Regions from separate parts of the Sus scrofa genome. Here region 1 is linked to region 2. A link is a contact called in public Hi-C data. All regions are on one chromosome and are shown on one strand. Each heading gives the region's core, a stretch centred on a gene start, on an enhancer-like site or on the middle of the called end of the contact. The rest is flanking DNA. Distances are from core to core; before and after follow the strand shown. Region 1 has its middle 69 kb from the start of FGF18. Region 2 has its middle 140 kb from the start of FGF18.

Region 1 (6,045 bases), core at 756-3,255, 67 kb before region 2:
AACAATAACCTGGGAAACCTCCAACGATTACTGCTGAGTGGGCACTGAAGAATGGGCCACACCCACTGGTGTTCCAGCCAATCAGAATGTTCAGAGTCCAGACTAATTCAGCCAACCAGACCTCAGCATTCTCTGATGCAGCGTCTGGTGGCCCTGCTAGTAACCGATTTCGGCCGATGACAGAACTTTAGGGGCTCAGCTGGAGAAGTGGTTGACCAGGGCACTTTTCAAGAATTAAGAGCCGATTGAAAAAGTAAAGTCCACCCAATTACTAACATAATAATTAACATTTACTGAGCAATTACACATCATTCATGTTCAAAATGCCCTCAGAAGTAGCCTGTCTCAAAGTGGTATGGAGTCCTTGCCCCTGACTGCCCCTGACTGCCCCACCACTCTGTGAAATAATAATTGTCATCACTGATATATTTAATGATTACTTCCTGTGTGCCAGGTACTGTGCCCTTAGACTTGAACTGCACCCAAGAAATGGATGCTCTTTTTTTTTTTTTAAATAGTCGCACCTGCTGGCATATGAAAATTCCCAGGGCAGGGGTCAAATCCCAGCTGTAACACAGGTTACACAGGTTCCGAGCTGCATTTGTGACCTATGCTGCAGCTTGCTGCAACGTAGGATCTTAACCCACTGAGTGAGACCAGGGATGGAACCTGCACACTCACAGAGACAATGTCGGTCCTTAACCTGCTGAGCCACAATGGGAACTCCAAGGTGGGTCCTCTTACCATTTCATTTACTTAGTGACTGATCAAATAATAATAATGAAAACTCTGAAACTTATATTACGTATGTCTCCTATTGGGAGAGACTTTGACAAAGGTGGAAAACGGGATTCTTGATCCTTCATGCAAAACCAAACCAAACAACCCAAATCCCAAACCCAAAGTCTAGCCCACGTTGTTATTTAACAAATGTGCGTGGACTGAATGAATAAGTGGGGGAGTGAGACATTACAGGAGACCCACCGGAGAGCCACCAAGAGTGATAGACGACAATGCATGGTAGGACCCAATAAATGTTGGCTGAATGCTTGAATACAGGACTGGAAAAGGACTGCGTGTAATTAGGATCCAAGGCAGAAGATGTGAGAAATGGACTTCAGGACAGTGGGACCTGGGTGCTTCACTTCCTTTGCCCTGTCCCAACCTCCCACGTGGTCATCAGAGCTTTAAAATCAGTTTCTGAATGGGTCCCCTGCAGGTGGCCCCAAGGTCCAGGAGTGCTCACATTTACATTCAGAGGCTCCAGGACTGTCAGGTGAACACACACAGACCTTGAGTCACAAGCACATAGTCCCACACGTGGGTGGTTGTGTTTATTATCCTGTGTACACCCCCATGACGACTCCCACACGGCTTTGAGGATCTGGCGGAATTCCTGAAAAAGGAATTCACTCCCTACTCCCTTTTGTTGCGGTTGATGGTTTGATGGCTCAATCGCCCACCACTTTTACTAGGCACCTGCTGTGGGCCCAGCACTGTGCTGAGCCGGTGGGGGTGGGGTGGCAGCGTGTCCTTGAGGGACAGGAGAGAGCGTCCCCAACTTAGGAATCAGGAAGACTCAGGTTAAGGGCGGGCGGGAACCCAGGGCGGTGCTGGTGGGCCCGTTTGGGAGAGCTCGTCAGAAAAGCTACGCAGAGCTGGCTCCAGTTCAGACATCTTCCAGGAACACAGCAAACAACCACATTTTACTAATTATAGCAAAGGAAAACACGCTGCGATTACAGCTAAATTACATTAAGACATAACTGGCAGGCTCGGCCAGGGCTCTATCTCTCTGGCTCAGCTTTCAGCCAGGCTGGGCGGGGACACAGGCAGGCAGGCGGGCAGGCCAGCGAGGCCTTGGCCGGGGAGGGCCCCTTAGCCCCGTTCTCTGTGGGGTCATGACCCTGGCATGACTTTGGGGAGTCTCAGGGCCAGTCCCTGTTTGTATGACCAACAACTTCTCCTCCCCAAAAGGGGCTTCCCCAGGCCCCCCGGGCTGGAACCACATGCTGAGAGGGCCGCTGAGTCATTCTGTCCCTCTCGGAGCAGAGGGTCAGAGAACATCAGGGCTGCAAGGCAGCCCGGGGCCAGAGCTTTCGTACGTAGGAGGTAACTTGAGTGGGTTGTTTTTGCAAAACTTCTCTCCTGCTTGCAGCCACCGACTCTGTCTTTTTCTTCCAGGCCCGTGGTCTGCACCTGCCCCAAAGGGCCTAGCACCTGTTTGGGGAATGGGGGTTTGGATCCGCTGCCCCCATTCTCCCTGTAATTCTTCTCAGAGGACCAACATCTGATTCGTGCCTCACTGGTAGGAAGGAGGGAAAGAAGGAAAGACGAGGAAGGAAGGAGGGAGGGAAGGAGGCAGGGAGGAAGAGGAGGGAAGAGGCAGGCTGGAATCAGCGGAGGACAGACTTACCTGGGTGCTCTCCAAAAGCCAGGCATTTTCCAAATAGTATCTTCTTGACTCTTCACAACAGCCTTGAGGATAGGAATCCAGCCTATGCTTCCATGGGTTCTAGAGCTGCACATTCTGTAGGTGTTCACTAATCATTTCATGATTTCTTTCTTTTTTTTCTCTTTAGGGCCACACCTGCAGCATGTGGAAGTTCCCAGGCTAGGGGTCGAATTGGAGCTGGAGCTGTGAGCCTACACCACAGCCACAGCAATTCAGGATCTGAGCCATGTCCGTGACCTACACCGCAGCTCGTGGCCACGCTGGATCCTTAACCCACTGAGAGAGGCCAAGGATGGAACCCACGTCCTCATTGATACTAGTTGGGTTTGTTAGTTCTGAGCCAAAGTGGGAACTCCCTCATTAATTTCTTGAAGTGAGGCCAGACTGCTAGGTCATACTGCTATTTGTAGGAGGGGCTACTGGAGCTTGGCTGGGACAGTGACAATCATGATGGGGCTGGGATTCAAATTCAGCAGTTTGGCTCCAAAGCCCCCTCACCCATTCCCATACCCAGGCTGCTCACCTTTGGGTGCTAATGAGAGTGGCCACTCTGGTGATCACCGAGCCCTCAGGTATGATGGGAGCTTGGCATCCAGCCTCAACTTTGTTGAGCTTGGGGCTGAACCAAGGGTATGCTTTTATTCTGCCAGACACTATGCTTTAAAATGCATGATCTCAGAGTTCCTGTCGTGGCTCAGCGGAACCGAATTTGACTAGTATCCATGAGGACGCAGGTTCGATCCCTGGCCTCCGTCAGTGGGTTAAGGATCTGGTGTTGCCGTGAGTGGAGGTGTAGGTTGCAGACGTGGCTTGGATCTGATGTGACTGTGGCTGTGGTGTAGGCCAGTGGATACAGCTCTGATTTGACCCCTAGCCTGGGAACATCCGTATGCCATAGGTGCAGCCCTAAGAAGACAATAAATAAATAATAATAATAATCCATGATCTCATTTCATTGTCGCACCATATTGGGGACAGGGCAGCCCTTAAAATTGTCATTTTTTAGATGAGGACCCTGGAGCTCAGAGAAGGAAAGTGACTTGCCTGAGCTCACACAGCCACTATCCCGGGCTGCTGGGATTCCCATCCTGATCTGTGCTCTTCACCAAGCAGCACACTGTCGGGGCAGGTCCCCGTGGAGCCTGCCCTTTGGCTACTTCCTCAGGGCTTGTCCGATGGCCAAGCACAGGGGGTGGAGTGGGAGGCCTTCTCCCCTCCGAGGACAGACCCCATGGCTGTTCCCCAGGCCTTCTGACTATGAGGACAGTGTTTGGCCAGGGCCTCTGGGCTCAGCTCAGGGAAAACACACCAGCCTGTGCCCGGTGCCTGTGGAGCTGGGCTCATCCCAGATCCAGGGGCAGCAGGAGGTGTGGCCTTGGGCATGAGGAGCAGCTGGGCTGTGGTCTGGTGGCCACTGTGTTCGGGCCAGTTATGCTGGTGTTTACAATCCACATTTTTAATAATCTGATGTTATGCTTGGCCCTAGATCCCTTCTGCAGGGCCTAAGGCTTGCCTCCAAGATGGTCTTCTAGTTCCTTCCAACTCCTGCCCTGAAATGAGCTGGAAAGAGTGAGAGACCTAGAGGGAGATGGGGGACCACAGAGGTGGAGCAGAGAGGGAGGGAAAGCTACCTGACACTTAAGGAGCTCCCGTGATGTGCCACATGCATGTCTTACATTCATTTTATCTGACTCCCACAGGAACCCAGTCTGGTGTGTTTTCTGTGCTCATGCTGTGGGATAAAACCAAAGTCCAGTGTCTGAAGCTGCTGGCCAAGGTCACACATCCGGGTGGGTCAGCTGGAATTGACCCCAGGTCTTTCCCACGATGCCTGCTGAGCTCGAGGTGCACCTGGGAACTCGGCTCCCCTGGGAGGTCTCACCCACCCCAAGTCTTACACCTTTTCCAGGGGCAAGCAAGCTTTCTTTCTAGGTTTCAGGGAGAACAGAGATGAGTGGCTACTCTAGGGCAGAAAAGTCCAGACCTTGGGCTATTCCTTTCCTCTCCTCTCCCATTTAGTCCTTAGCAAAGTCTGCCTTGTCCCAGGCTGGGGTGGTGGCGTAACTTAGCCTGGCAGTTAAAGGCAGAGCTTTCAGCCCACGGCTTGCCAGCCCCTCAGGCTCCACTGAGTCAGGATGGACAAAGCCAGGTCTTTCTTTTTAGGAAAAAGTCCAGTGTAGAGCCAGGCCTGGCTGAAGCTACAAAAAGTCTGTGTTCTCCAGGTCCCTACTTTTGCCCCTTTCTGTCTTAATTCTCTCTGATGTTAGACAGGCAGTGAAATCAGATTGCAACACCACACTTACTAGCTGCGCGAGTCATAACTCTGATAATTACAGGGTATTAAATGATGCAACCAACAAGGGCTTAATTTCCAAAGTATACAAACAACTCATACAACTCAACAGCAAAACAAAAAACAAAAAAACAAAAAAACAAACCCCCCAAACCCAACCCAATCAAAAAAGATGCAGAAGACCTAAATAGACATTTCTCCAAAGAAGACATACAGATAGCCAGCAGACACATGAAAAAAAAAGCTCAACATCACTCATTATTAGAGAAATGCAAATCAAAACTGCAATGAAGTACCACCTCACACTGGTCAGAATGGCCATCATTAATAAGTCTACAAATAAATGCTGGAGAGGGTGTGGAGAAAAGGGAACCTTCTTACAGTGTTGGTGGGAATGTAAATTGGCACAACCACTGTGGAAAACAGTATGGAGAGTCCTCAGAAAACTAAATACAGAACTACCCTGTGGAAGAGCTATCCCATTCCTGGACATTTATCTGGACAAGACTACAATTCAAATAGATACATACACCCCTATGTTCATAGCAGCACTATTCAAAATAGCCAACACATGGGAACAAATATCCACCAACAGATGAATGGATTAGGAAGATGTGGTACATATACACAATGAAATACTACTCAGCCATAAAAAAGGTCAAAATAATGACATTTGCAGCAACACTGATGCAACTAGAGATAATCATACTAAGTGAGATAAGTCAGAAAGAAAGAGACAAATACCATATATTATCCTTATATGTGGAATCTAAAACATGACACAAATGAACTTATCTACGAACAGAAACAGCCTCATACACATGGAGAACAGACTTTTAGTTGCCAAGGGGGAGTGGGGGGAGTAGGATGGACTGGGAGTTTGGGGTTAGTAGATACAAACTATTGCATTAAGAATGGATAAGCAATGAAGTCCTGCTACATAGCATAGGGAACTATATCCAATCACTTGTGGTAGAACAAGAGTGAAGATGATATGAGAAAAAGAACATACATATATGTATGATTGGGTCACTATTGTACAGCAGAAATTGACAGAACATTGTAAATCGACTATAATAAAAAATTTTTTTTAAATTGTGTTCCAGAGACTAGGCTGAGGACTTTCTGCCGTTCTCTACTTGAGAATCCTCAAATAGCCCATTGAAGTCGTTGAGATTATTGGCTCCATCATACAGATTTGGCATTTACCTGTAATTACACAGCTAGCAAGCAGCAGGGGCCCCATTCCTAATGGCCCTGCCACAGTGCTTTCTATGACTATGGCTCTGAATCTCAG
Region 2 (5,901 bases), core at 1,191-3,690:
ATATTGGGTTTCTTGGATCTGTGGGTTCGATTTTTTTTTTTAAATATCAAATTTGGAAAATTTTTGCCATTAATTCTCCAGATATTTCTTAAGTCCCATTTTATCTCTTTTCTCTTTCTGAGACTTGAATTACACATATTTAGACTGCTTTACTTTGTTTCACATTATTAAACATCATTACTATTGATGTTTTATTTATTTTAAATTCTTTTTCTCTTTGTTGGTCTCACTTTGAACAAATTCAATTTACCTGTGTTCAATTCACTGATCTTTTTTCTGCATTGACTAATATGCTGTTAAGTTCATCGAGTTAATTTCTGATTTCACATATTTTATTTCCAGAACTTAATTTTGTTATTCTTTATAGTTCTCCACAGAAATGATTTCAGTATTACCTTTAAAATTTTAAGCATGTTTATAATTTTTGTTCTGAAGTCCTTATTTGCCAATTTCAATAACTATCCTTTGTTGGTCTGTTTCTATTGATTGTGTTTTCTCTTCTTTATCATAATTTTTCAATCATCCTACTTCTTTAGCTGCCTCATAATTTTTAAAATTGAGGTTAGTCGACATCAAACATTCTATGTTTCAGGTGTTGTAATTTTTTTTATTGTATTCCAGACTTGTGTATAAAGAACAATGAAGACTGAAGTTTTTTGAAATAAAAAGAAGTGCACTTCGGTCTTCACTGCTCTTTATATGCAATGTCTGGAAAACAATAAAAAAGAAACAATCAAGTTGAGATGGAGGTGGGCTGTTTGTGTGTGAGTATGTTTCAACCAGAAGCCCCATGGGGAAAAGGAAGTGAAGAAATTTAGTTGGAAGGAATGGAATGGAATTCCATTGTGTGCCCCCAGTTCCAAGGGTTCATTAGGATTCTCCAGATGCAAACTAAAATAAATCCTTGGGCCTCTCTCAAGGAGAAGGTGCTGCTCTATAATCCGTCAGGAAGTTCATGTGGTGTGTCCAAAAAAATCAACCACTAGCAATCCTAAAGGGGATGATTTTCCACACTCACACTGCACTTTTACACTTAGCATGTTCAAGCCATGGATCTCCTTTCATTCTCAGTTTTAGCAAGAAGGAAGAGTGGGAGGGCCCGAGGGGCCAGTTTTGGAGTGGCCTTGAAATGGTATCCTAAAGACTGAACTTCATCTCATATTCTGCCGTCTTTATCTTTGCTGTGGCCACATTGCAAGTCTCCTGCCTCCAAGCCTGATGCCTTCAGTCCACCACCCTGAGTAGGTAATCCGAAAGGCAATCTCCCTTTGCTACTCTCCTCTGTACTCTTCAATGGCTCCCCAGTGCCTTTGGGGCAAATCTATAAGTCTGTTGAGGTCTGGCTTCTTTCCACTCCCCCGGCCTCATCTTTCCTCTCCTACACCTCACTCCAGCCACGTTAAGCCTTCTTCAATTCCTTCATTGTGTCTTGCTCTCTCAGGTGTATATGCACAATGGCCCTTATGGCTGAGACAGTGCCTCCCCCCCCCCCATTCCTGCTCATCCATTGGATCCCAGCTGCACACTCACCTCTCTCCCTGACACCTAAGTCCGGGTGAGGTGTGTCTCCTCTGAGCCTGAACTCACTTCCACCAGGTCCCCTGCTCACTGTGCTGGGAGTATTCCATTACCTGCTTGCCTCCTTACTGGAAGGAAAATGCACGAGGCAGGGGCTATGTCATCTCGCTTATCACTGTGTCTCCTGCCCAAACACAGTGTCTCCACGTGATAAGCCTCAATGAAGATTCATTGCATTGAGTAGAACCCAGGAAGCTATAGTCTGTTTTGCCATATTTTCTGCCAGTTATTTAAGGGGTCAGTTCATGAGTATTTTTGTCTCTTATAGCCTAGCTCTGGACTTGGCCCTGAAGGACTGGCCGAAGGGGATGCTAAAATAGAATATTTACAATCCTAGCATTTATTGGTCCCTTTGGATGGCTATGCCATGTAAGCCTCACAACCACTGTGTACATTCAGTGCTATTGCTATCACCCCCCCTTCCTAGATGAGAAAATCGAGGCATTGAGAAGTGAAGCAATTTGTCCAAAATCACAGAGTTCGAGAGCAGTGGCTCAAGGGTGTGATTGCAGAGGTTTACTCTTCTAACCACCACGCAGCAGCAACCCTGACCTCCTGAAGCTTCCAGGCTGGTTACTGAGACGGATGGAGGTGCCGGGGCAAGACTCCAAGGCCAGGGGACAGCCAGAGAAGGGAGGCGATAAGGGTCACCCACTGCGGCCTGAGACTGGGAAGATGCTGAGTTCTGGGAGGGCCATGCGGGGGCTCTCAGGGTATCCTGGGGACCCCAGGTTCTCAGAGGAGGGCTGGGAGCTCCTTCCCCCAATTTCCCTGGGAACCTCAGGGCAGGAGGTGACACTGAAGCCAGGCTGGAGTTGAGAGCCAAAGCCTGCCGGGAGCTAAATGTCAGGGTTTAGGGCCCCAGCCAGACCTGGCTGCTCTTGTGCTCGCATCGCGTCCTGGGAGGAAAAGCCGGGAGAGAATCCACAGGCGTCCTCGGAAGAGCTTCCGAAAACGGCCCGCAAGCCAGGGAGCAGCGAGAAGCAAGCGCACTGGTGGCCAGGTCGGGGCAGGGTAGCCGGGCCACCCAGACATCTCTGACAGGCTATTTCCAATTTCCTATGGAATTAAACTGTAAAAGCAAGAGTCTGTCACTGTCTGCTGCCTCCCTGGGAGAGGAGAAAGTTGCTGTAGCAGGCTCAAAAAAAAAAAAAAAAAAAGCTGAACTGTCCTTTCCCAAACAAAACAGCAACCAAGAAAGCTAGTGATTTGGAGGGTGGTTTCAGAGCCCTGAGCTCCACGTCTGGATGCCGGCATCTTCTGTCTCTACCTGCTCGGGTGACCTTGGGCAAGTCCCTTCCTCCCTCTGGGCCTCTGCTCCTTCATCCAGAAAAGGAGGCACTGGACCCGATGATGCTGGAAGGTCTTTCCAACCCGGAGATGCTTGCATTCGGTAATAAAGTTGGGTGTGGGAAAATATGAGGTCTAGGGGGACGGGGGGAAGGGGCTGGAACCATCCTTGGTTGGAAACGTTGAAGGGAGCTCTGTTCAACCCCAGCCCCGAGGCTCCCAGATCCAGCAGCAGAACTGGGATCCACCCAACCAAAATCAGCAAGGGGAAGCCAAAAGCATGAGTAAGGAGAGGCTGGGCCATAAACATGTCATCTGCACAAACATCCAGCCCCCTCTGGGGTCCCATCGGCCCTGCCGGGGGAGGAGACTGATGCTGGGGCCCCCGCAGCCACAACCCCAGGCTCACTCGCTTGGCCTGGGATTGCAGGGTGGAGGCCTGACTGCTTAGAAGGGAACCTGGCTGTGGACGTGCCCCGAGGAGCTGTCAGGAAGGGCTGGGTGAGGCCTCTCCAAGGCCAGGCAGCTGGGGATGGCTCTCAGCGAAGGGAGGCTTTCCATCCTGATGTGCTACAGGGCTTCCTGCGATGCTCTCCGTTTTAGAGCTGCTGAGGCTCCTGCTTCTCCAGCCTTGACCGTTCTCCCAGGTGCCAGAAAACCAGGATAGCCGTGGGCCTGGCTTCCCGGATCTCCACAGCTGTTCAAACTCGACGTTCTCCCAACGTCACTCTTGGTTCCCCCAAACTGTCTTCTTCTGCGGGGCCCCCGGCTCGGAGACGGCACCGTCATCCAGGCACTCGAGCCCGTGTTCCAGAAGTGATTCTTGATCCTCTTTTTCTCTCTCTTCACCCACATCCAAGAGCTGCCCAGGGGCGCTCCCTTTCCCCAAGGCCCATGCCTTTCTCTCAGCCTCTCGCGCTCTCTTCCTTGACCTCAAGGACACACGGCTTGCCTAATCATAATCTAGTTTTCGTACAGCTCGCTTTTTGAAAATTGCCTTTTCTCCTAATGAAAATAAAGGCTAGAACCTTGACGATAATCTGTCACCCAAATGCGTTCTCGCCCACCCCATCTCCTCGCCTTCTGCCTTCGCCGGGGCGGAATCAGCCTGTGGGTTTATGATGTTTATTGCTCTATTGCTTCCTTTATAATACATTCTTTTTTATCATCTGCGTACATTACTAAAGTCTAATTTTAAATTTTATAAAAAGATATCATTTCATGTGTCATCTTTTGGAATTCACCTTTTTCCATTCAGTGTTATATTGCCAAGCAGGGTAGACCGCAAATATCACTGCCCTCATTCCTGTCTACGCCTCCACCTCCCTTTGGCAGAGTGACTTGATGCAAAGGAAGCATCAGGAGGTGGGCTCTATCACCCTACCTCTGAAATCTAGGCCGGCGCTATGTGTTATCTCGACTGATATAAGGTGGCAGCAGTGGCATAGTGCCATTTCTGGGCTTAGCCATTAAAAGGCCCGTGTTCTCCCGCATTCTCACGGAGACTTCTGTAGCCAAGTGAACATGTCCGAGCTAGCTTGGTGGGAGATGAGAGACATGCGGCCCACTGGCCACCATTCTCCTAGCTGACAGCCTTATCAGCCCTCGGAAGCCAAACCTCCTCGCTGACTCTCCAATGACCGTGGACTCACAAGGAAGCCCGGCTAAGATCAGAAGACCCACCCAGCTGTGCCCAGCCTAAAGTGCCTACCACTGATTGGTAAATTAAATGAGTAGCAGTTGGAGTTCCCCTGTGGCTCAGCTGTAACGAACCAACTAGTATCCATGAAGATGCAGGTTCGATCCCCGGCCTCACTCAGTGGCTTAAGGATCCGGTGTTGCCATGAGCTGTGGTGTAGGTTGCAGACGGGGCTTGGACCCCACCTTGCTGTGGCTGTGGCATAGGGCAGCAGGTACAGCTCTGATTCTACCCCTCGCCTGGGAAATTCCATATGCCGTGGGTGTAGCCTTAAAAAGACCAAAAAAAAAAAAAAAAAAAAGTAGTGGTTGTTTCAGCCATAAGTTTGGATTGGTCTGTTAACACAAGAGGTCACCAACTGAAACTGATATGTCAAGCTTCAGTCATATGGTTGCATGCTCCTATGGTTCGTTCATGTTCACTGCCGAATAATATTCCACCATGTGTACCTAGCACTGTTGACTCATCCACTCTCTTCCTGATAAGCATTTGTGTTTCTGACATCATGAAAATGTCTCTGTTAACTTCTGCGTATGTCCTCTATTGAATGGATGCAAGATACGACTTCTCTCTAGAGTCACAGCTACCAAGAACTTTGAATCCATTCTCTTCACTGTCCCAGAAGAAACCATCAAAACCAAAAAACGAATCAAGACAGTCACTGCTCAAAATCCTTCGGTGAATCCCCACTCCCCTCAGAGTAGAGTCTGATGCCTTGATCTGATATTTAAGGCCTTCTGTGACCCGGTCAGTTATTTCCTCTCTGAAAAGAAACTTCGTTACTAAATAGCTATGGGACCTTGGGGACAAAGTATTTTACTTCTATGTGCCTCAGTTTTCTCTTCTGAAAAATGGGGCTGAGAACAGACCGAAGCCCTAGTAAAGCGGATGTTTACTAAAGTACATCACACTTCAGGGGCTTCTCCCATGTGGGTCCCGCTGCCTAGAAAGCTTGCTCTTTCTTTGCATGGTAAATTGCCTGTCCGGACCACTCCTCTTCATCCCCCGCCTCCCAGGAAGGTTGATCTCACCCTCCTCTGGGTTCCACTGGCCCCTGCTCACGTCTGTCTTTGTTAATGTCTGTTTACTGGGCCTCTTTGAGCTCAGGGATTATGTCCCATTCATTTCTGTATCCCGAGGGCTGGCGCAGAGTAGATTCAGGATAAATGTGTGATGAGTGAATAAATGAACCAATGAATTACCCACCTTGTTTCATTCATCATTTATTCAACCATTTACTGAGTGTGGCTTCGTGCCAGACGTGGCCACGTCTCTGGGACATCTCTGCTAGTGGAGCCTGGTGGGGAGACACAAACCCCCGTGAGGATGAGCAT

Evidence for each region. A called contact is a pair of places that touch in the nucleus more often than the background predicts.
Region 1: a Hi-C map of skeletal muscle shows a contact between it and region 2, with 3 times the contacts expected there. The contact joins two enhancer-like sites. A contact is called at or near these places in 3 of 47 Hi-C or Micro-C datasets (fetal heart ventricle, heart right ventricle and skeletal muscle) and 2 of 2 datasets of contacts at active chromatin or transcription factors (alveolar macrophages and skeletal muscle).

What each region holds. Positions count from the first base shown.
Region 1 is chr16:52,688,436-52,694,480 of Sscrofa11.1, reverse strand. No RefSeq gene overlaps it. Among named protein-coding and RNA genes, the nearest start is that of FGF18, 69 kb to the left of the region's middle. Within about 2 kb of position 2,005, at least 28 of the 83 cell types and tissues checked have an H3K27ac peak or open chromatin away from gene starts, as enhancers often do. A contact at or near this core is called in skeletal muscle, where this site is marked.
Region 2 is chr16:52,621,865-52,627,765 of Sscrofa11.1, reverse strand. No RefSeq gene overlaps it. Among named protein-coding and RNA genes, the nearest start is that of FGF18, 140 kb to the left of the region's middle. Within about 2 kb of position 2,440, at least 8 of the 83 cell types and tissues checked have an H3K27ac peak or open chromatin away from gene starts, as enhancers often do. A contact at or near this core is called in skeletal muscle, where this site is marked.